Regions from separate parts of the Podarcis muralis genome. Here region 2 is linked to region 1. The links are chromatin contacts, called in public Hi-C maps. All regions are on one chromosome and are shown on one strand. The core of a region is the stretch at or near the end of the contact, and the rest is flanking DNA. Distances in the headings are between cores, read along the strand shown.

Evidence for each region. Hi-C and Micro-C count contacts between places; a contact is called where the count stands out from the background.
Region 2: a contact with region 1 is called in a Hi-C map of blood, with 2.8 times the contacts expected there. The contact joins the promoter of TP53INP1 here to the promoter of CFAP418 in region 1. A contact is called at or near these places in 2 of 3 Hi-C or Micro-C datasets (blood and tail).

The regions. Positions count from the first base shown.
Region 1 is chr8:25,157,807-25,163,214 of rPodMur119.hap1.1, forward strand. CFAP418 (cilia and flagella associated protein 418) reads left to right here and starts at 1,687. Exons shown (of 5, transcript XM_028736457.2): 1 at 1,687-1,901; 2 at 3,092-3,191; 3 at 3,803-3,873. The coding sequence starts at 1,729. It overlaps TRNAS-AGA (transfer RNA serine (anticodon AGA)), which reads left to right and starts at 1,404; the gene lies at 1,404-1,485.
Region 2 is chr8:25,290,943-25,295,708 of rPodMur119.hap1.1, forward strand. TP53INP1 (tumor protein p53 inducible nuclear protein 1) reads left to right here and starts at 2,669. Exons shown (of 4, transcript XM_028736469.2): 1 at 2,669-2,824.

The sequences.
Region 1 (5,408 bases), core at 437-2,936:
GATAGATAGATAGATAGATAGATAGATAGATAGATAGATGGATAGATAGATATGTAATATATAGAATGAAAAATGGTAAGAGTAACAAACATGGAGGTAATTTGAGCTAATTTGTTCCTCATAAACTATATGCTCCATCATCATAGCTTAATAAACAAGTGTAGAGAGAGAGAAATGTGTGGCCTTACTATTCAATAGTTGACCACCTTTCTATAAATTTGTCATTCTTAGTGTTGTATATTTTTAGTCCTGAAATGGAATATAAATTTAAGTCAACGGGGCAACTATATGTCATTTGCCCTGCTAGCAAGGTAGGCGGTGCTGTTGCTTGCCTTAGTATATTTCATAGAATCATAAAATCGTAGAATTGTAGAGCTGGAAGGACCCTAAGGGTCATCTAGTCCAACCCCCTGCCGTGCAGGAATGAGAAAGAGCAGAGGAGGCCACTTTGAACCCACAACCGCTCAGCCACGTTGTTTTATTTTGTATTAAAAAAGGAGTGCTCTTATTCTAAAAGAAGACATCACACAAATGTGCAGTTGCAAATGTGCAGGGATTAAAAAGCTGTGGCCTTCCAGATGTTGTCAGACTCCAAGTCTCTAATATCATCTAAGTGGCGTTTGCAAATAGTTGTACCCCAAAATTGATTGCTACAAATAAAGATGGATTCACATCGAACCTGGGTTTGAAAGGCATACATATTATAGCCATCTTAGTCCTATAGTAACTTCCAGGAGAAAATTCTATGCACCCTTGCAATCTTACACACCTGTCTACACACGTCCCACAGGCATCAGTGGGGCTTAGTCCCAGGTAAGGTTGCATAGGGCTGCAGCCTTGGAAAGTCAGTTCCATGGAGTACAATGAGGCTTACTTCCGAGTAAGCATTAGAGGATGCTCTGTGGTCCAAACAAGAGAAAGAAAATGTAGGAAGCTGACAGCAGGAAGAACAACTGCGATTTGGTGCAGAATAAAAAAGGGGGGGTGTGCTTGTCGTAAAACAAAACAAGTATCAATTCAAAAGAGCAATTTAAGAAAAAATGCTTATTGTAAAGCTATTTTGGGAATAAATTTATAACTGCCCTTGTTGGAAAGCCAAATCCCAGTGCTCTCTGTTGCACGGTGCATCCTTATACTGTACATGTCTTCCAAAAGGTTTATAACAATATTTTAACCATAGCTGTCAACGTTTCCCTTTTTTTAAGGGAAATTCCCTTATTCCGAACAGGATTCCTCGCAAGGAAAGGGAAAAGTTGACAGCTATGATTTTAACTGTGCTTAATCTTGTTAAATCATTTTAGGCGGTTGTGGCGGCGAAGCAGCCTAACAGGAGACATTGCACAGGCAGACGCTGCATTCCAAAGTGAGCTCAGTTGTTGTGCAAAAGGCAGCACGTATGTTCTGTAGTCGTGGCCGAGTGGTTAAGGCGATGGACTAGAAATCCATTGGGGTCTCCCCGCGCAGGTTCGAATCCTGCCGACTACGTGCGAGACAAAAAAAAAATAAATTTTGTTTACGCGCTTCGTGAATGTGACGTTCTGCTTTTAACTTTCAATCCCAGACTTTAAGGAATAGGTTTTGTTTATTTATTTAACCATTCTCCACGGCGGCTTAGACGTGGGGGCGGAGGGGGCGGGGCGCGCCTGCCCTCGCCCTTCTCCCACCCCCCCCCCGCTGCTACCATGGCAACGAGGGGAAGGGGGGTGAGAGACGTGAGGAGAGGCTAAGATGGCGGACGACCTAGATGAGCTGCTGGACGAGGTAGAGAACAAGTTCTGCCGCCTCTCGAGGCGAGACTGTTCGGAGCGAGGCCGGCCAGGCCAAGGGCGGAAAAGGAACCGCTTCCGCGAGGAGGAAGAAGAGGCCGAAGCCGAGGCCGCCGCGGCGGGGGAGAGGGCCAGGTGAGCACTGCGCATGCTCGCACCTTCCTCCCCCCCCCCCGCCCCTCCGAGGTGCCCCTAAAGGGGAGCGCAGTTTCAAAGAGAAGTATTAACGACAATTCCGGTTCCCTGTTAGCGTGTAGTACAAACTTCAGAAAGCTCCGAACCCTTTAAAAATAAAATCCCTCATTATCTAAGCGTGTTTAGGTTGCACTCACCAAGCGAAGTTACTATGAAAGTAGCCCAATTGAATTAAGTGATACTTCAGAGTAAGCATGCAACCGTTTGCGCATCTCAGGCTTTTCCCACCTTCCACCCACCCAGCCTTTGGGCAACCCACGCAGAGAAAAAAGAAAATACAGCAAGGGCACCAAAGAAGTGCTTCGGCGGAACATGCCTTTCCCTTGCCTTCTTTCTTGTGCATGTTGATACTCCTGGCCCGCACAGGAGCGTGTTCGAGCGGAAACCAGAACTGAGGGTTGTGCGCGACTCTTCCGCGTGTTCTACCTCTGTGGGTGCCGCTTAGTCTCTCCGTTCTACTCCCTCCCGCGTTTCCAGGCGACGTGACGCGCGACCACCCAGCTGTTACTGCTGCCAGATTCTTAACTTGCATGAACACCCCAGCGTTTCCCAAGTCCTTCAGACTATCCCCATCTCTGCATCTTTTTAACATTCTCCAACACCCCCTCTGGCTTATCTCCCAGACAGTCTACCCCTCTTCCTCTTCCACCAACTGCTCCACTGAATTATGTCAAACCCAGGGAAGATGCATCTCAAGCCACAGTTGCAGGCCACAGTCTGTGCATTTATTTATTTTATTTCATAAAACTTAGGCACCTCAAACAAACTAACAAAGCGGTTTACAGAAGATAAAACAGTAAAATAAAATATTTAAAAAATCACAACCCTGCTTTCAAACATGCAAAAGTTAAAATACTAAAACAGCTTAAAATTACCTCAGCTTCTAAGCAACTGGGCAGGCTTGCATAAGTAGCAAGTATCATGGATGAACAATCATTGCTTCCTCTCACCTTTGTGGGAAACTGTGTTTGGCCACTGTGCACACTGCGGATACTTGGAGACAAAACATGTCGTTTTCACGTGTGACAATTGCCCCTGGGGTTTTAAGTGTCTGAAGCAGCTATCCCCATACTGGCCAGTGTCTTCTAAATAAACTTACCAAGGGATGCTCCTCTTCCATTTCTTTCCAGATTTTCCAAAGTATTGACAAAAGGTGCTAGTGAAGAAGAAGACATAGATGACATAATTAAAGATATCATCGACGAAAACAGCTATGCCAAAAATCTTGTGGTAGGTCGACAAAGCAACCTCTGAGGAAAGGGAAAGTCGCGGGGGGTGGGGGGAGTGTCAGTCAGAACCTTTGAAGAAGAAAGCCAGATGAAAAGGGAAAGTGTTGAAAGTCTAGAGTAAGAGTAGACAACCTTCCCCCGCAGTCAAGGACGGGGTTCCCTCAGGAGTAATCAGTCAGGGCTGCATGGTGGTTGTGGGTAGAAGCAAAGCCAAGGAAGCAGAGAAAAAGTGTCCTGGATTCCCTAATCTGGAATAAAGCTAACAGTGCTTCAGTTGTCACATCAGATTAGAATTTCTAGTCCTATGCATCAGCCAGAGCCATTTACTCCAGTCCAGAACCCAAAGTTCACATTAAGAGAATGGGTACTGGAGGGAGGAAAATGCTGCCTGACTGATGGAGCAGTGTGGTTCCCCATGCAACCTTGCTGCAGCTGACTGCAGAAATGGGAGCCATTTGTGAAGCCCTCGTGTTGTTTGCTGTTTTTCTGCCCTCTGTCTTCCTCCTCTTCGAGTAGACTTCTGGTCCTTGTTATTTGGAAATAAAAGCAGGAAAGCTTTTCCGTGCTGCTGGTTTGTGTTAAGAGGTCCCCATCTCTCTCTCTCTTTATTAGAAACATAAATCTAAGTCACCTAGCCCTGCATCTGAAAATAGAACTACCTCCATTCAAGCTCATGGTAAGAGGTAAGTAAAAATTACATGAGTGAGAAATGCTTTGAACAGTAAACAGCTAATTTCAACTTAACTCTATTGACAGTCAGTAAACAAAAGAATGCATGGGTTGGATCAAGAGTGACTTAGTTGCACTAAGACTGCAAGCCTGTACACACTTACCTGAGAGTAAGTCCTATTGAACTCAGTGGGATTAACTTTTTGCAGTTAGTTCTCATTGAAGTCAATGGGACTTGAGTTATTTACATTGCACCATTGGGTAGGTCACTGCCCCAAAGAGCTTACAATCTAAAGTTCAGGATAAGCAAAACAACAGTGGAAGTGAAGGCAGGGGCAAATTGGAAGAATGGTATGGCTATTTCATTTACATGGGCATAGGTTTAGGCTGCAATCTAATGCCAGGTTATCAGAGACTAAGCCCCATCGAACACGGTATTTCCATATAGCTATTCCTAGGATATCACTGTTCGTCAGAAGCTAACTGTGTATGTTTTCTCAGAAGTAAATTTGTCTATGTTCAACATGGGAACGAGAAAGTTCTGCCAAAAGATCCATATAGGGTACATGTATTTTGAGGGTGGATTAGAAAGAAGAGTCTTACCCGGGATGCAGTTTCAAACTGCAGTGGTACCTTGGGTTACAGACGCTTCAGGTTACAGACACTTCAGGTTACAGACTCCACTAACCCAGAAATACTACCTTGGGTTAAGAACTTTTCTTCAGGATGAGAACAGAAATCTCATGGCAGCGGCTGCAGTCGGAGGCCCCATTAGCTAAAGTGGTACCTCAGGTTAAGAACAGTTTCAGGTTAAGAATGGACCTCCGGAACGAATTAAGTTCTTAACCTGAGGTACCACTGTACAGGACAGCAAGGAAGAAAGGGAAGATTCATTTGAATCATTGCTAACTTTTCACTTTGATTTCAATGGGACTTAAGTGTAACTAGCATAGAATGCATCAAACCCTATGTCTTCAGTGGACAGAATGTTATTGCTTGTTACATTATTGCTGGTTAGGGCAGCCAGATGCAAAAGAGAACAGGGCTCCTACATCTTTAATAGCTGTGCGGAAAATGGAATTTCAGCATGTGTGTTTGGCAAGCTACGCTCTACTCTTTAGCTTCTGGTCTCCCTAATGCTGACAGTTTTGTGAGTATGTGGGAGCACCAGTTGATGTTTATGAAGAAATGGTAGCATCAGTTCTTCTTTTAACCATATAGAATATGCCATGAAATGAGGGCAGGGGAATTTTAATAACTTTTCAGAACTTAATGCTCCATGTTGATGATGATGTTTGCTTGATTTCTAGCCCCTGTTGAGTTTTGTAGAAACCCTCAGGTTCTGGAGTATTTCTCTTACAGTTGGGTTTTTTGCCCCCAAGATACATGTATCATGCAGATAATAATATTGCCATTTCTTCTGAATTGTCCTGCCTTATAGTTCTACAAACAAAAGGTTTGTTGAAAAGGTACACATGCTCACTAGCGTAATGACACCTGAGAAATCAAATGATGCAAACTTTGCAGGCAAATGGTTTGGGGTGGGGTT
Region 2 (4,766 bases), core at 1,419-3,918, 130 kb after region 1:
AGGGAGGAGTTCACAGATTGATTAGATGCAATTTGGTCTAATTAAGTCACTACATCACCTCACAGGACCCACCAAACCTGTTTCTCTGGCCAGTCAGATAGAACATGCAAGGTTTCCTGAAGAAGAAAAAAGGCAGCATTTATGTTTGGGCCTAAAGATTCCCTTTTGGAGTTGCTCTAGATTTTGCATGCTTTGGATGTTGTTGTTGTTGTTTTGCAGATGTGGGATGAATTTCCACATCTGCACCAGCCACATATAATGCAAACTGAAAAGCCACAAATCACATCATTGCCTCTGTTCTGCTGAAATAGCCTCCTTATCTCAGACATGTCTCTTCATGGTTCTCTCTCTTCCTGGACAAGAGGCTTACCAGCACAAGAGCTGGAGACTCAGAAGCTGTTAGTGTACGTGGGAAGCTACCCGAGGAGGTCACCAGACCATCAATATTCTGCAGTAGAGAGTTAAGCACATACCAGAGCACTAGGTTTGTGAAATTAAAGTGGACTGAAGCACTCCATCACCCAACTGCAACAAATCCACTGGACAATATACTACTGAGTTCTGGCAGTGCAAGGATCTCTGCTTGCACAATGAACCTTCCCTCCTCCTTTCCCCACGTACTCTTCCCCCCTCCCCCAATCTGCTCTGAAAGGTTGGGAGAAAACCCAGTACAGATTTAAGGGTGTGCAGGGAAAAGGGAGAGAAGGCATTCCACTGTACAAGCAGAAATCCTTGTACTGATGGGATGTGGTACTTAGTGCTACAGAGAGAACCCACTTTTTATTTTTTTTAAAAAAACAGTCTTCTGTGGTTTCAAAAGTGATTGGAAAATGCATCGAAAACTGTGGGATGAACAAAAGGACATGTAAACACCATGCAAGCAAACCAGGAAACTAACTCTAGAAAGATTGCCCTTAACTTTCCACTTTTTTATAAAAGAGGAAGCAAAAACCTATATTGAGTGTCCTTATATGACCCCTTTCTTGCTTTCTTTTTCTTCCCTGCAGACTTTGGCTGCAAAGCACAAGAATTTTCTCCTGCCTGAGTTGCCATATGCTTTCTTGTCAACTGGACTTCTGATGACGTTCTTTGGTGGACTCTACTTACATAGTAATATTACTCTACATTTAAACAAAAAACAGAAAAACCTACTGCATCAAAATAACATGTATCAATCAGTATTATTTTATTTTCTCATCACATCTGCAAGTTGTTGCATCACAAATATAGCTTTCCTACCCAATCCTATTCCCCATCTTCAAATCGCCTCCTTTTAATTCTGGATATACTTCAAGGTAATTTTCCCTTCTCCCCCCCCCCCCCAACACTTTAATCTTCACCTTCCCTGCAAATCACAAACAGCTACAAGGCTCCTGTTCCACACTAGTTAGAGCCCTGAAAAGGAGTATTCCTGCTAGAGGAGTTGGAAATACACTGCAACCTATTACTGCAGGTCCCCACTTTTATATACTAGCATACATTTGAGAGGGAGTTAGTTGTTTTACAAAAAGCTTGCCATTTAGGCCAGCAGAGTCCCAGTGTGAAACTTGGTTGGCATGAACCAAAGTGAAAGACCTTAAGTCACAGATGAACCCAAACCAGAACAAAACAGACATGAATAAGTTTCATTCCTTGGCCACAACGCTCTTGGGTTATAGAGGGCTTTCAAATACTGACAGTGTTATCCCTGCAGGAGTGAAATGGTGGGCAACAACAGCCAGTGTACACATCCAGGACACACGCACAAAGGAAATGCAGGCTTTTGATTTAGCACTACAGAAGTCCTTTCGCAAGGGTTTGCCAAGAGATTCAGGGCCAGCCTTAGCTGACAGTTCTGGGGGTCTCATTAATGGGCACCCAAATAACTCCTACTCCATTATTTTTAACCACTGGATTTTCAGCCCCAGGCATCAAAACATATTGTGGAATTGCTGCAAGTGGCTTGTAGAAAAACCGTACTTAACATCAGGCCCTGAATAATTGGGGTGCATGGCTGTTAAGTGTGTGTGCCCAATCCTTCAAGACCTTGCTCACTTCCAAACTGAGCATGCCCCTAGCATGCCCTCTCACTCTCTCTCTTGGTCAAGACAGGCTGGAAAAATTGTGTGGAGACACTTGCGTGCAGGGGACTTTCCAAAGTGGCCTGGCACTTTGGTCAGAATGACGTCTCCTCGGCTCCCAGGGTGGGAACTGGGTATTCTGAAGACGAGAGGGTAGCAATAAACGAGGGCTGTGCATTTCCAGGCTCTTTCCCCGCACCTTGCCCAACTTCTCTTGTATTTTTCCACTTGGGCCATGCCTCTCCCTCCCTCCCCCCTCCCCATTTCGTTCCGCGCACCCCTTCTCCTCCTCTTCCTTCCGCAGCTCTCCTATTCTCTGCTTCTCCTTCTCCCTGCCTTCCTTTTGTTGCCCGGGCTCGCTATCCCGGACGCTGCAGGCCGCCTCGTCTGGCTCCGCAGCTCGCACAGCCGCGTCACGTGCGTTAGTGACAGCCTGTCCCGGCGCGTCCCGGAGCACCGCGGGGCTCCCAATTGGTGCAGGCGCGGCTGGGCGGCCCGCCCTCTTTCCCTTCCTTCGCGCGCCCCCTGCTAGCAGCGCGCCGCGGGGTGGGAACGTCGAGGCAAAAGAGGAGGGCGGGGCGGGGCGAGGGGGCGGGCGCTGCCGATCAGCTGTTCGCCGGATTCTATAACAACAAAAGGCTCTGCGGGGAGCGCAGACTGGCCGGTGCAACAGGGCTCGGGGCGCCCGCAGGAGCAGACTCCCCGCCATCTACCTCACTCCGCCGCCGTCCAGGCTCCGGATTTGCCCGGCTGCTTTGCGGACGGTGAGTGAAGGGCTGCGGGCGTCCTTTGTACCGGGTGCGTGTGGGCGTTTTTTGGCCACAAGTGACCTTAGGCGCGATATTCTTGGCGTTGGGTGCGCGTTCCGTTTGGATGCGGCCGGGGGGGGGGGAGGGAGAGAAAAGGAAATCTGGTCTATTTTAAGAACTGGGCAAGGGGGATTCCCACCATCTCCTCCGCCTATAAAGTTTAGTATATTTATATATCTGGCTGCTGGGCAGAATCGCTTACCCACTGGCGCTTTCCTGCGTTCCGCTTTCTGGGAAGGGTCCGTCTCGTCCCTCTGCAAAGTATGCAGAGATGCGGGGAGGGGGGCGAATAACACCGGAGTTCATGCAGGGAGAACTAACTCTCAAAGTCTTATCTTCTCTTCCTCCTCCCCCCCCCCGGCTCTACTTCCTTAAAGGTAAATTACTGCGCGATCCTCCTCCCAGCTTTGTCCGTCGCTCGGCAGCGCCTTCCGACTGGGCTGCTCACAAACCACTTGTGGCGTAGTTTTGCCAGCCAGCCTCGCAGCCAGCGAAGCCGCTTCCCTGGAAGCGAGCCCTGCAAAATTCAGTTGTTCCTACTTCCTGGTTAATGAAACTGCTGCGGGTTTCATCTGAGGCTGAGATCGTTAAAAAAAGAAAAGAAAAGGCGTCTTATAACTTGTCCTCTCGAGTACCTTAAAGGGTGTTTTCGTTTGGTGATGGTGGTGGGGTTGTTTTATTAAAATTCGCGGAATTAACTCTTATTTTCGTGAAATCTAGCAGTGCAGCCCATAGCCCGTTAAATATAAATTAGTAGTTAAAAAAATAATAATACAACACTATCCCTAACATACTAACTTGAAAGGAGAGCCCCACTGATTTCGGTGCGACTTTATATTTCAAATAAACGGCTCCTGTGTGTGCTTAGTGCCAAGTGATTTTATCCCGATGCGAGCTCGCATAGGATCGCATCCTTCAACCTTACTATCGCCAGATCTGTAGGATCGGGGCTCGGGATCCCCTTTTCAATATGAATTGCGGGGGCGCGCGTGGATCCCGGCACCGTTCCGCGCGCGCTCCTGCGGAATAATAATCCGGCGCGGACAAACTTTATGTACCCGCGGAGAAGGGCGCGAGCGTTTGCCCACCTACCCTGCGCGCTCCGTCCCCGGAGCGGAGTTTCAAACTGCTGGCGAGGGAGGCGCAGGGTGGAGTCTGGCGCCGATCTGGGCGGGCGGAGAGGAGGGGACCTCCCTTTTCCCCCTAAAGGGCGGGGGTGAAGGTCGTCCTGCGGCCAGGGCCGTGGGGCGTGGACAGAGAGCTCTCCGGCCTTGGAGATGTCCTTTCCAAGCCAACTGCCCAGGCAGTGCAGCCAATTCACGCGCCTTGTGGATGCCCTCCGCTTCCTCTCCCCGCTTTCTACCCGGCCTTGCGGTTGGAGCAACTCCCCCTCCCTTTTGTCTCCGTCCTTGCCCGCCCCCTGGAGAGGGAGTGGGGGGACTGAGGCCGAGGAGGAGCTGGGGTTTGCCTGATCCGCCCAAGGGGGCTGGAAAGGGATCGGGTTGCTTTCCCCCCCGCCTCCCGCATATCCTGTTTTGTTGACAGTGCCGAGAGACCGCCCTTCCCTTGGTGTAAGGCTTCCGTCTCTTCCCGTCGGGGCGGATCTTGGACTCCGAAGTTGAGTCGGGTTCAGGTGTGTGACTAACCTCGCCGGAGAAGCCAAGCGGCGCCGCCCGGGGAAGAGGCAACTTGCGCGATCAAAACAAACCAGGAACTGGTGACTCACGGCCGCCAAGGGAGGGGAGAGGGGGGCAATCCGGGTCGGCACCCCGAGGCGTGATACCTGCCGAGGCCCCACCCTGAAGCCCAATATACATGAACAGACAAGAGCAAGCTATGTGCTCTAGTAAGCACGCACCCCCCCCCCGGGAGTGCCAACTTAAAATATTGGGGGGGC